3 separate regions of the Hordeum vulgare genome follow, and all the other regions are linked to region 1. The links are chromatin contacts, called in public Hi-C maps. All regions are on one chromosome and are shown on one strand. The core of a region is the stretch at or near the end of the contact, and the rest is flanking DNA. Distances in the headings are between cores, read along the strand shown. Region 1 holds the start of LOC123404523 (E3 ubiquitin ligase PARAQUAT TOLERANCE 3-like). Region 2 holds the start of LOC123401165 (zinc finger CCCH domain-containing protein 17). Region 3 holds the start of LOC123403887 (SPX domain-containing membrane protein OsI_08463).

Region 1 (3,895 bases), core at 898-3,397:
CGGCTGCGCTGGCGTGATGCCCCAGCTGAGACTTCCGTGCCGGGGTGCGGCTCCGTCGCAGAAGCACGTCTTTCCAGGAGCGCTGGCCCGCACCCCTGAAGCCACCGTCGCCATTGTTGTCACGGCCACGTCCTCCCCATGGCATGCCGTTGCAGCCTAGGTTGGTGACCGAAGCATGTGCGCGGCGTTGCGGCCGAGCTCCACGCTAGCCATCTTCGCCCCCCATGGTCCAGGATGCCGGTGTCACTGCCGGGAACGGGCGGTCGTCGTTGTCGGAGTCGGACGACGGTATACCACTCTGACCAGAGTGGGAGGACCGTGGGGATGGAGTGGTCCAGTCCTCGACCCGGTCCACATGGATGAGCATGGAGTACTCGGCCGTCGCTGGCGGTGGAGCAACGCGCCGGTCAGGAGGTGAGAAACCCTCCATCTCCTCAACCCGACCTGCGCCGCGCGGGAGCACTCCCAAGGTGTGCTTGGTGGGGATGTTGGCGACGTCGCTGGTCCACACCCAGCAAGCAAAGGTCTTGGTGTGGCCACGCTCGAGTGTCCTTCTATCGAGACGATCCACTCTAACCCTCCTGCCGAGGATCTCCTCGGCGCCCTCCACCGACCAGTAGTGCATCGGCACCCCCTCGACGACAATACGGATGTGCAGCAGGAGGGAGTCGAAAGCAGCGTGGTCGTGGTCGTGCCAGGTGGAGATGTTGAAGATGGCACCATCGACCCTGATGGAGCCGCGTCGAACGGCGTTCACTTGAAGCGCCGGCTGGGTGAAGACGACGAAATAGTGCTCCGGGTGGTGGGCGGTGACGCGTAGCGAGTGCACCGGGATGGAGAGCTGCGTCTTGAGCGCCCGTCCGACCGCCATGGGGGACGTTGCATTCACCCCGTCGGCCGCCCGAAGCGTGACGGCGTGGGCGCGGAGGAACGCGACAGCCTGCTCTATTGCCGGCGACGGGACAGTCACCGAGCAGCTGTCCCGGGGGCGTCGAGCATGATCCGCCTGCTGAAGCAATGATGGAGCGGCTGTCGACATGGTCGCGGGTGGCGGTGGGAAACGCAGCCTAGAGTGCAGCGGCTTTTAGGGTGGTGGTGGACCGAGCCTGCTCTTAGCGCTCCTAGCTATTCCTGCGTACTTCGGATGCTGCGGGCCGTTGCGACTAGTGTGTCATGCTCTCTTGCAGGTGAGGCAATGGATCGGGTCTCTACAACCGGCTATCTTGTGGCGAGTGCTGAGGCACCGGAAGCAGCGTCCCCTGAACTTGGTAATGAAGGCGAGGCGCGCTTGGTCTTGGTTAGCAGAGAAAGCGGCGTGCCGGGCCGAGCCGTGCCTCCCAGGGTGCACCTCTTGGACCGTCGGGCGAGCAGCATGGCGCCGTGCTTTCTGGGAGGAGACCTCGGTCTAGGCCCCCCCCTCAGCAGAGACATCTTTCGACGGGGCTACGACGATTGACCTGAGCGTAGCAATTGGTCGCGGCATGGGAAGCTCCGGGAGATCGGGAGAATCGACCGATGCGGACGCGGTGCTGGTAGGAGAAGCCGGCACGTCGAGCAGACCAGCGGGAACGTCCCATTCTCCCCCGGTCCGAGCCCGGGAGCATCCCCCCCGCAGCCAGATCCGCGGCGGGGAAGGCGGATCCGGTGTTGACTCGCGCGTCGTGGTGGCCAGAGCGGCCGACGGACCGCCGGACGAGCGGGAGCGACGACTGTCGACGCGGGAAGGTCTAGCCGTCATCTCGCGCGTCAGGAGGGCGGCTGACGGACCGACGGGCGAGGGGCTGCGCTGCGCTTCTCCACGACGGGCAGGGGAGGAGCCAACGGATCTTGTTGTGGGGTGGCTTGCCATGAAGGCTGTATGGTGGTGGCCGCCGCGGCCGGGGTGACCAACGGCGGCGGTGCGGGGGAGGACCTGGGCTCAGCTCAGCTCATGAGCGGGCAGGCAGGTCTAGTTCTATTGTGAAGAGATTGGGCTGGAAACCTATCTTTTATCATGCCTGCGTTACCAAGTAGAACAAAAAAGAGATATATTCTCAACATGCTATATATCAATTCAAATTAAACTAGTCACAAAACTTCATAGTTTTCCTACGAATACAAAATGTTCAGACTCAAAAGGACATCCCAATACTACTACTGTCACTTTATCTCCCCTTCTGAACCAAATACCTGCTCTCGGCCCTAGAGGGTGAGATCCATCCCCTCCCTCCACGGTTTCCGCTCTCCACCGTCCCGTACCTGTACCCTTCTTTCCCCTCCCAGTCATCCTCTTCCTCTCCCGAGTCCTGACCTACCCAAGCAAGCTCCAATCCGGCCCGATGCGGCTCTAGAACACCTCCTACAGTCTACCGTGTCCTATACCCGCCGCCGCGCCGTAGCTTAGGTCACCGCCGGCGTCTGCCCCCCCTAACCCGTCCGACCCCCCACGCGCGTCGCCGCCATCGCCGTTCCCGGTCTGCCCCGTCGCGTCGCTGCTATATCAACCCCGTCCGCCATCCTGGCGTCTATGAGCTTTTTGGCACCCAGTGATTAGATAAACCTCACTGATCTCCACAAATTTTGGGCGTGCCGCGCAAATTGGGTGTGCTGGTGCACACCCGGCACGCCATCTAGATCCGGCGCTATTATGGCTGTCTACTACAAGTTCAAGAGTGCCAGAGACTATGACTCGATCCCTATCGAGGGGCAATTCATCTCGGTTCTCAACCTCAAGGAGATGATTTTTGAGTCCAAGCACCTTGGCAGAGGCACTGATTTCGACCTCATGATCTCGAATGCCCAGACTGACGAAGGTTGGTTCTTTCTCAGCAAAGAACCCTTGTTTCATTTCTTGTGTGGGCGAATGTATACAAGATGTTAGTGCTAGCTAGATAATACTGGTTCTTTCTCAGAGAAGAACCTTTGCTTGATTTCTTGTGTGGGTGATTGTACACAAGATGTTAGTGCTAGATAATATTTTGATAGGCTCAGGTTGTAATTCTGTTTGGCTGTGTATCGTAAGCCATTTGGCTGTTTGATTCATGCACTCAAGATGTCTGAAAATTGAGGCCTTATCTAGTTGGCATCATTTGTTGTCTGCCTCAATTTTTTCTTATGATTTGAGCTTTCTAAGACATGACGACTTGATCTACTGATTTGGTGCGGAGGATTAACTATAAGCTGGGTTTAGAGATAAAATTACAATACTTAAACAATTTGACATGATCTTTGTTTGCAATGTTTAGCAACTCGAATGTCTTTTGCGATGCTGAGCACATGTACCACGCATTGCATCGAAGACTAGTAAGTGTGTTCTAATGAAGCATCGCGTTGTTTGCTTACCTCACCGAACAATCATTCTGGATTAATGGATTTTACTGCGGGCATTCAGATTGAAATACAGTTGTATCTTAAGAACTTATAATTAGTGGGCAGGATAGGAGTATCTTGATTTTGGGGGGACTTGGGATGGTTTTTGTACAGTCGAAGTATTACTTAAACCATTTCCTGTCATGTTTGCACTTTCAGAGTATGCTGATGAATCTATCATGATACCAAAGAACACGTCAGTGTTGATTCGCCGGATACCAGGACGCCCAAGGATGCCAATCGTTACCGAACCACAAGAGTACTGTTTTGCTCTTTGATTCCGCACTTACTCCACATCATACCTCATAATTCACATTACTGATGCATCAATAGTCAAATACACCTACACACACGACCCATCTGAACAGATTTCTAATTTGTATGTTTTGACTTTGCCTGCTTCATGTCACCGGATACAGTCCATGTCAGGAGTTACTCCTTATCAGCAATCATAGTTTTAAGGTTCACATCCATTTCTTGCAGGGCAATAGCTGCAGAAAATAGGGTAGAAGAAATCATGCCTTCTGGCAGCACTTTTCTTGGTGAT
Region 2 (3,937 bases), core at 109-2,608, 710 kb after region 1:
ACAGGCCGCCCCGCCATGGTTGTGCAGTGGGTGATTTGCCGGCGTGCTGGTGTGGGGATGCACGGAGGGACGGATCCCGGCAGTGGCTGCCACCGCGGTCGGGCACTAAGTACTGGAGTGCTTCTTGGGTGCAGCACGAGCGGCTGTTGTGAGGAGCACGACCAGGCATCAACGCTTGTCTCCTCTTCTATGTAGCAGCACGAGGAATGGTGATGTTTTGGATAAGGGTCATGCAGTGCGCAGCTCGGTGGAGATTTAGTGCCTATTGCTATTTTTTGATCAATAGTTGTTGGTAGATGTACACAGACTCGAAGCTGTTGGATACTTCGGTGCTCATCCCCGTTGGATTTATATGCGGTTGTTCGTGACGTTCCAACAAACTATTATTTGCTAGATGTTCCTTTTCACATTAGTTCATTATAATTATTTGATTGTACCGCCTCATAGAGCATCTATAACCGGACTTAACAAATCTGACCTCTTTAACTTTCATGGAAACGTCTGGACGCATCTGCGGACGTTGATCAGTTAAGCCTCAAATAACGAGTTCTATAACCGGATACTTTAAATTAGAAACCTTAAATCTATATTATTACATGCAACATAAATCTAATATTAAGCGGGGTTCGTTCGGGTCCGTCGTGTCCATGCCCGACGGCTAGATATGCCCTTCGTAGTGTCCGTCCGGCCGTCAGCGAGGTAGAATAGGACATGGGACACTAGGCGGCTCATAAAAGTCGAGCTCCCGCCGTCTCCCATGTCCAACTCTTTCTTAAATTTATCACTTAGTGTTACTACAGAACAATCCAACCGTCAACTTCAAAGTTAGTATAGGGAACTACAAGATCATTTTTAAGGAGCATGAGTTAGTATAGGGAACTACAAGATCATTTTTAAGGAGCATGTCTACGTGCTCCAACACTAGCGCATTCATGAATATTTGTTTATAATTTATACAAAAAATTATCCGGACTTATTTAAAATTATAATCATTCTGATGATCCTATTTTATAATGTTTGTATAAGTAAAATCGAATTTCATGGCTAAAAGAAATACTCAATGTAACCTTACTTTTAATGCTTGCAAAAATTAGATTAAAATAATATTGCATAATAACATATAAAGAAAATTATATTTAATATTTCGCCCAATGCAACGCACGGACATTTGTATTACTTTATACTTTCTTTGTAAATTAATATAAAAATGTTTAGATCACTAAAATAGTGTTTTAAATACTTTTATAGTTTACCGAGGGAGTACATAACGAAATGGTGTATGTACTTCCATCAGGCGGTTCGCTTCGTCGGCGTCTGCCAGCCTGCGGGGCACCGGCCACGTTGTATTAACCGGAGCCGGCCCAACCTTCCGCCCGCGAGCTAAACCCGACCAAGGGGAAAGCAGGGCCACCGTAAGCGCCTCCTCTCCCCGCTCCGATCCGGATCTCCCCATCCATTCCGGCGAGCCCTCGCCGCGTCGCTTCCACGCGACCCTACCTCCTAAATAAATTCAACATCCCCGCCGCTGCTCCCGTCAAACCCCGAATACCATCTGACTACTTCCTCCTCTGCCCGCGCCGCCTCCCGAGCCCAACAAACCCTAGGCGACGCCCATGGACTTCGAGGCCGACGGCCGCTTCGGCAACAAGCGCGTGCACAACCGCCTCGGACCGGCGCCCGGCGCCGCCTCTTCGTCTTCCTCTACCAAGGTCTGCATCCATTGGCGCGCTGGGCGATGCAATCGCTTCCCCTGCCCCTTCCTCCACAGCGAGCTCCCTGAGGCGGCCACCACCAAGCGCCCGAACCAAAGGGATGGCCCTGGTGGGCACGTCTGGCGTAACCCCAACTCAGGAGGAGGGGGGCGCGGCGGCGGCGGTGGCTACAACAAATGGGGGAGGGGCCCCGGAGGTGCAGACGGTGGCGTGAGGCACAAGGTGCCCGACCGGCCCTGCAAGTTCTTCCTCGCCGGAGACTGCACCTACGGCGAGAAGTGCCGCTACCCCCACACATATTGCATGAGCAATAGCATCACGCTGCTCACCCCTCTCCAGGGCCACGAGAAGGTACTTCATCTACAGATAAGACCGTCTAGTAAAATTCGAAACGTCGCTGATCAAATGCTGTGCGTTCCTTCAGGTTGTGACAGGGATCGCACTGCCTGCTGGGTCAGACAAGCTGTATTCTGGGAGTAAGGATGGAACGGTGCGCCTTTGGGATTGTCAAACTGGACAGGTAGCCGAGGCATCATTGAATTGTATCCTTGGAAGGATTGTGTGTTCTGTATGACAATTTTCAGTACCTTTGTTTTCTATATGGTGTGTGATAGTGTGCTGGTGTCCTCCCCGTGGGGGGTGAGGTTGGGTGCATGATCAGCGAGGGGCCATGGGTGTTTGTTGGAATACCTGATGCTGTGAAGGTAGGAAATGGTGCTTGAGATTTGGGATTTTAACCCAATGCTATTGCTGTCCCACATGTGTGTCTGACTGTATGAACTGTCGCTGCAGGTTTGGAATATGCAAACTCAAGCAGAAATGAACCTTACCGGGCCGACTGGACAAGTCTATGCACTTGCAGTTGGCAATGAGCTACTCTTTGCGGCAACACAGGTAAACTTCCTTCCTTTTGTCTTGTCGTTGGATCTAACATTTGTCTTGGCAAATATATTTTTTGTTAATGATGTATTCTCTCGTATTACACTTGGTGTAGGATGGAAGGATTTTGGCATGGAGATTTAGCGCCGTGACAAATTGTTTTGAGCCAGCTGCTTCTCTTACCGGGCACCAGCTTGCTGTTGTTTCGTTAATAGTAGGAGGCATGAGACTTTACTCTGGCTCAATGGATAAAACCATTAGAGTAAGGATTGAGAATTTGTGCACTGTTGTTCACACATTCTTAGATACACTTGATGTAGTAGGATTTGATGCATGCATCAGATCATGAATTTCTGTTAGCTTGTAGTAACACTTCCATCACTTTAGGTCAACATCTGTTTTATACTCTCTGTTTCTTCTAATGGTGGATCATGGAAGTTTACAATGCACAAGCAAAGTAGGCCCATGTATTGTACATAGTTATACACTTCTGACTTTTGTCATCAATTTAAGAGGTAGGCATATTGGTAATTAGTTCATCTGGAGATACGAGTCAGCTGTAAAACAGATGATGCCTTAGAATTGTGCTACTGTGTAGTCAAAATAAATGCAACTATACAAGCAAAGCTGGCACCTAATGGTTGTGCAGATCTGCATCAGGTTAGGCACTGTTACTATGGGTGTTGCAGGCCTGCATCACATATAACTTTAGATTTTAGAGTGGGTGCTAACTTCAATAACTTACTGTGAGTTTACATGTACATTTTATGGTGATATCTCAACCAACATGTGGAACATTTATAACAGGTATTTTGAAAAATAAATATATCATCTACCGTAGTGGAAAGCCTCCAATCCCAACAAATAAAATAAAATACCTCACTGCTGTAACACTTACAAATGGTGTATGAATTCTGATGCTATGGAAACTCTGTTATTTCACTGTTGCTGTTGAAGTTCTCATAGTAATTTTGGTATCCCCAATCTTGTTTCAACATGAAGTATCTCTTGTTTGTTAATGTGCATAATTTTCAGTCACCTGGACTTATTTTGCTTCACGCGACAGATGGTACTTTAGCATTACATTGTTCAATTAAGATCAGACATGTTGTCGTTTTGGTATACTCCCATTCTACAAATATTATTAAGAAAATGACAAATATTTCAGGTATGGGATCTAGCAACGTTGCAGTGCATACAGACTCTTTCTGATCATACGAATGTAGTTATGTCTCTACTATGCTGGGATCAGTTTCTGTTATCTTGTTCTTTGGATCAAACAATAAAAGTTAGTCTCAATCCTTGTCTCCTTGTTATCGAATGATTTGTTCTTACATTCCAATTAC
Region 3 (3,545 bases), core at 422-2,921, 860 kb after region 1:
TATTTTTTAATACTACCACTACGATATATGTGATATGGTAACGTTAGCATAACTTTCATGGTTTCCCTCTATCTCATCGTCAAGCTAGACACAATGTATCACTTTTAGTCATATATGGGTCTGAATCTGGGTAAAACCATCGCCCACCTTTGTCGTCGATGAGATTACTTGAGACATAACAGTCTCTACTATCTTCCACAACTCTTGGGAGATTGTAATGTCGAGTTTACATTAACCATCGACACATTTGTCATGTGGCTCGCTAGCAATACATGTGTATGGGTGAGGGGAATAGAATGACAATGATGGTGGTGGCGAGTGGTGTCAGGTCACAGCATGGGTTTCATCTTTAGTTTGATAGCGTGTTTCTAGAGTATTCTATGCACCACTTTTGTTGTGTTGCGATGAAGTTGGAATCACGTCGTAGTGGACGAGAAGATGTTGACAATGACACTTGGAAGAAAGCTTCATTGAGTTGTTATGGTGGACTTAGTCTGTGCTAATCTTGCAACTTTCTCGATTGAGGCTCATGAAATCAAAGTTGCATTTTGTTCACACAGTTACCTACCATTTGTTGCTTGCATGTGTGGCTTTGATGATGCACTTTGTTGATCACTTACTTGGTGGTTCCTTGTACTAAAACTAGAGTCGTGAGATAACTCGAGATGGATAGCTTTGACGACTAAAGTTTTCACGTCTATCGAATTTTGTGTTGCCATGGCACACATCGGCATGTGGTGCCCCGAGAGACGTTCACCAGGTTTGGGCATGTTTTAAGTTTAATTTTCATCTCGTTGTTCAATTAGCTAGAAATTTTCTTAGATTTTTACACCCTGTTTCTCGTAGGTGTCGTGGCTGATGTGCCTCGCCTCCTGTGGCCTTAGGGCCATGGAGCACGATGGATCCTCGCGAAAGGGCTCCGCTTTTAGACAGTTTCTTTTTAGTTTGGTTAGGGTTTGTGTCGTGCTCAGAAAGAAAAGACGACGCGGCTCCATGAAGATCGTATAATGGTCTCTTCGCCTAACTCCCGTCTTGGTGGTGCGTCTACCGTCGTGGCCTCGTGGGAGGACGTGTGGAGGTATGTATCCGATGGATCCGCTTGGATATGATCTTCATTCGTGTGTCCATAGGTTCGATCATTTCGATTTACGGTTCTCTTCATCGATGATGACGGTTGTTATTTTGATGTGTTGGTCCTACAACAAGGTGCTCTTGTAAGGCAAGGATGATGACGGTGGTGCGCCTTCAGCTTGTTTTAGTGGTTGTAGTCGTTGCCAGGTGCTCTACGACTTGATTGGATTCTTTTGATTTTGTCCCATAAAACTCGTTTTTATATTTTGATCAAACATCGATTTAGAAAGAAAATAAAACAGCAGAGCTAAAGATTAGTGGCCGAGTAACCTCACGCAGAAAACCAGGGGTAGTGAGGCGAGGGGCGTTTTCGTCCACAGCCCACGGCGCCATCCTATGCCAAAACGGGGCCGCGAGCCGTCCCGTCCCGGTCGAATCCGCCACGTCGGCATCGGCGACACGAGGGCGACGTACCGGCCGCAGCCCACCCCGGCCCCGGCCACATCCCCGGCGACGCCCCCCACCTCCATCTCCATGTACTCCTCCGTCCTCCCCCCCCCCCCCCCACCGTCGCCGCTATAAATACCTCCCTCTTCCTCTCTCCCTCGCACCTCCGGAGCCGACCACACAAGATACAGCCGAACCCAGCCATTGCATTCGCGCATACTGGTACGCATACGCGCGCCATTACCATTGCGCCGCGCTCTTCCGAAATCCCGGCCTCCTCATCCCCTTTCCGGTGCCTCCCGTTCGCAAGGGATCACTGTAGGTACGTGCGCATCTGTTCTCCTGTGTCTTCTGATTTTGGCCTGTGCAGGCCCTGTGCTGAATCTTGTTCCAAAACAATGGCACTGTTCTAAATGCGCCATCAATTTGTCGGTGTTGCAGGCGCGATCGGTTCGTTGATGGTCATCTAAATTCAGGAGATTGCTTCGCCGAACAAGGGAAGGGAGGAGCCGCCGAAGAACACGCGGCCGCGGTAAACAATCTGTTCCAATTTCTAGCACCTTGTCCGAAACAGGAATAACAATACTCATTTCTATTCATAGGAATCAGAGACTCGTTTCCCTCGGCGTGTCTCTATCGGCTTTGATTCTGGATTCGCCTCAAGTTCTTTTAATAAAATAGGAATACATTTCCCGTTTCCCGATTGAGACGATGCCAGAATCCCCTCTCGCTGTCTCGCCGGGCCAGTGATGCGATGCGAGCGCCGAAGAAGAACCATCTGCATTTGGGCAATCGCCCCCAATATCGCCGGAGTAGCACGGCGGTGATAGGCCATCCTCCTGAGTAGCTGAGCGGCGTTTTCCTAGGTTTATTTTAAGCGGGATGCTGACAAGAGAAGTAGAACACCACGGTCGCCGCTAGCGTACATATATGTTTCCTGACGTGTGACCCTCGGCCCTCTGGATCGTTTGCTCCGCATCATCTGGCCTGATGGTTCACTTTCCTGCACCACACTGGCTATGTGGCAAACTCCACGAGAAAAACAACGAGAAAAACTTCACCTGCACCTTTCTGGTACAGTGCTGCTACTGTAGTCTGAAGGTGATCTATTGCACGTTGTTTTCAAGGCCAGTTCAGAAAAGGAATTGTGTGAGCGCTATAATAGAGATGCTTAGCTCTTGGGAAACCTTGGAGCCATTTATTACGTGCCCTTTCCAGGGTTTTGTCTCACTATGTCACTAGTCGATTCTGTGCCATCTTGCTACGTGCCCTGCCCCTTTTGGAGCGGTCCCGAATACCTCAAGCTTTTGCCAGACATGTTAACATTATCTTAGGTTCTCCACTTATTAAAGGCTATTATGTCTTTTGTCCATGTACGCACTGACATGTCTGGCTTTGGCGCTTACTGTGCGCATTAGTTTTCTGTCTCAAGCTCGTTAAGATCTTCTGCTGAAAGCTACTCCCTTTGACATCTGAACCAATTATATGGCTGCAATTCTAAAGTGTTAACTAAATCAAAATAGTGTGCTTGAGTTGATTGGCTCTAGCCTCTATCGCCATGCTAACGATTTTGTTATTTTTTAGTTTCAGGTAGGTAGCGAAACGCCAAGATGGTTAATTTTGGGAAGGTACTGGTGTCGGATCAATTGGAGGAGTGGAAAGAGTATGTTGCCTTGCTGCTCCAAAATTCAGTTCCATGGCATTTTACTGTTATTTTTTACGATCATTTTACTGTTGTGACTGAATTGGTTAGATATGCATAAATTACGTGTCGCTGTTTTATCTTCGCAGATATAAGCTGATGAAAAATATCAATTTGTAAGCCCGTGCAATGGTCATTTGGAATCTTATGAATCATTTGCTCACTTTTTGCAGATACTATATTAATTACAAAATGATGAAGAAAAAGGTAAAACAGTATGTTCAGCAGACTCAAAGTGGTGGAAGAAATCATGAACAGGTTCTTAAAGAGTTCTCGAGGATGCTTGATGAGCAGGTAAAATATAGCAGAGTTGCTGATAGATTCA

What was found. Hi-C and Micro-C count contacts between places; a contact is called where the count stands out from the background.
Region 2: a Hi-C map of seedling shows a contact between it and region 1, with 5 times the contacts expected there. The contact joins the promoter of LOC123401165 here to the promoter of LOC123404523 in region 1. A contact is called at or near these places in 4 of 6 Hi-C or Micro-C datasets (leaf and seedling).
Region 3: a Hi-C map of leaf shows a contact between it and region 1, with 7 times the contacts expected there. The contact joins the promoter of LOC123403887 here to the promoter of LOC123404523 in region 1. A contact is called at or near these places in 2 of 6 Hi-C or Micro-C datasets (both in leaf).

The regions. Positions count from the first base shown.
Region 1 is chr6H:439,406,628-439,410,522 of MorexV3_pseudomolecules_assembly, forward strand. LOC123404523 (E3 ubiquitin ligase PARAQUAT TOLERANCE 3-like) reads left to right here and starts at 2,148. Exons shown (of 15, transcript XM_045098450.1): 1 at 2,148-2,792; 2 at 3,508-3,607; 3 at 3,832-3,895. The coding sequence starts at 2,627.
Region 2 is chr6H:440,113,081-440,117,017 of MorexV3_pseudomolecules_assembly, forward strand. LOC123401165 (zinc finger CCCH domain-containing protein 17) reads left to right here and starts at 1,359. Exons shown (of 9, transcript XM_045094896.1): 1 at 1,359-2,063; 2 at 2,137-2,232; 3 at 2,327-2,416; 4 at 2,505-2,606; 5 at 2,707-2,853; 6 at 3,760-3,879. The coding sequence starts at 1,614.
Region 3 is chr6H:440,267,894-440,271,438 of MorexV3_pseudomolecules_assembly, forward strand. LOC123403887 (SPX domain-containing membrane protein OsI_08463) reads left to right here and starts at 1,672. Exons shown (of 12, transcript XM_045097801.1): 1 at 1,672-1,840; 2 at 1,960-2,050; 3 at 3,109-3,181; 4 at 3,394-3,514. The coding sequence starts at 3,129.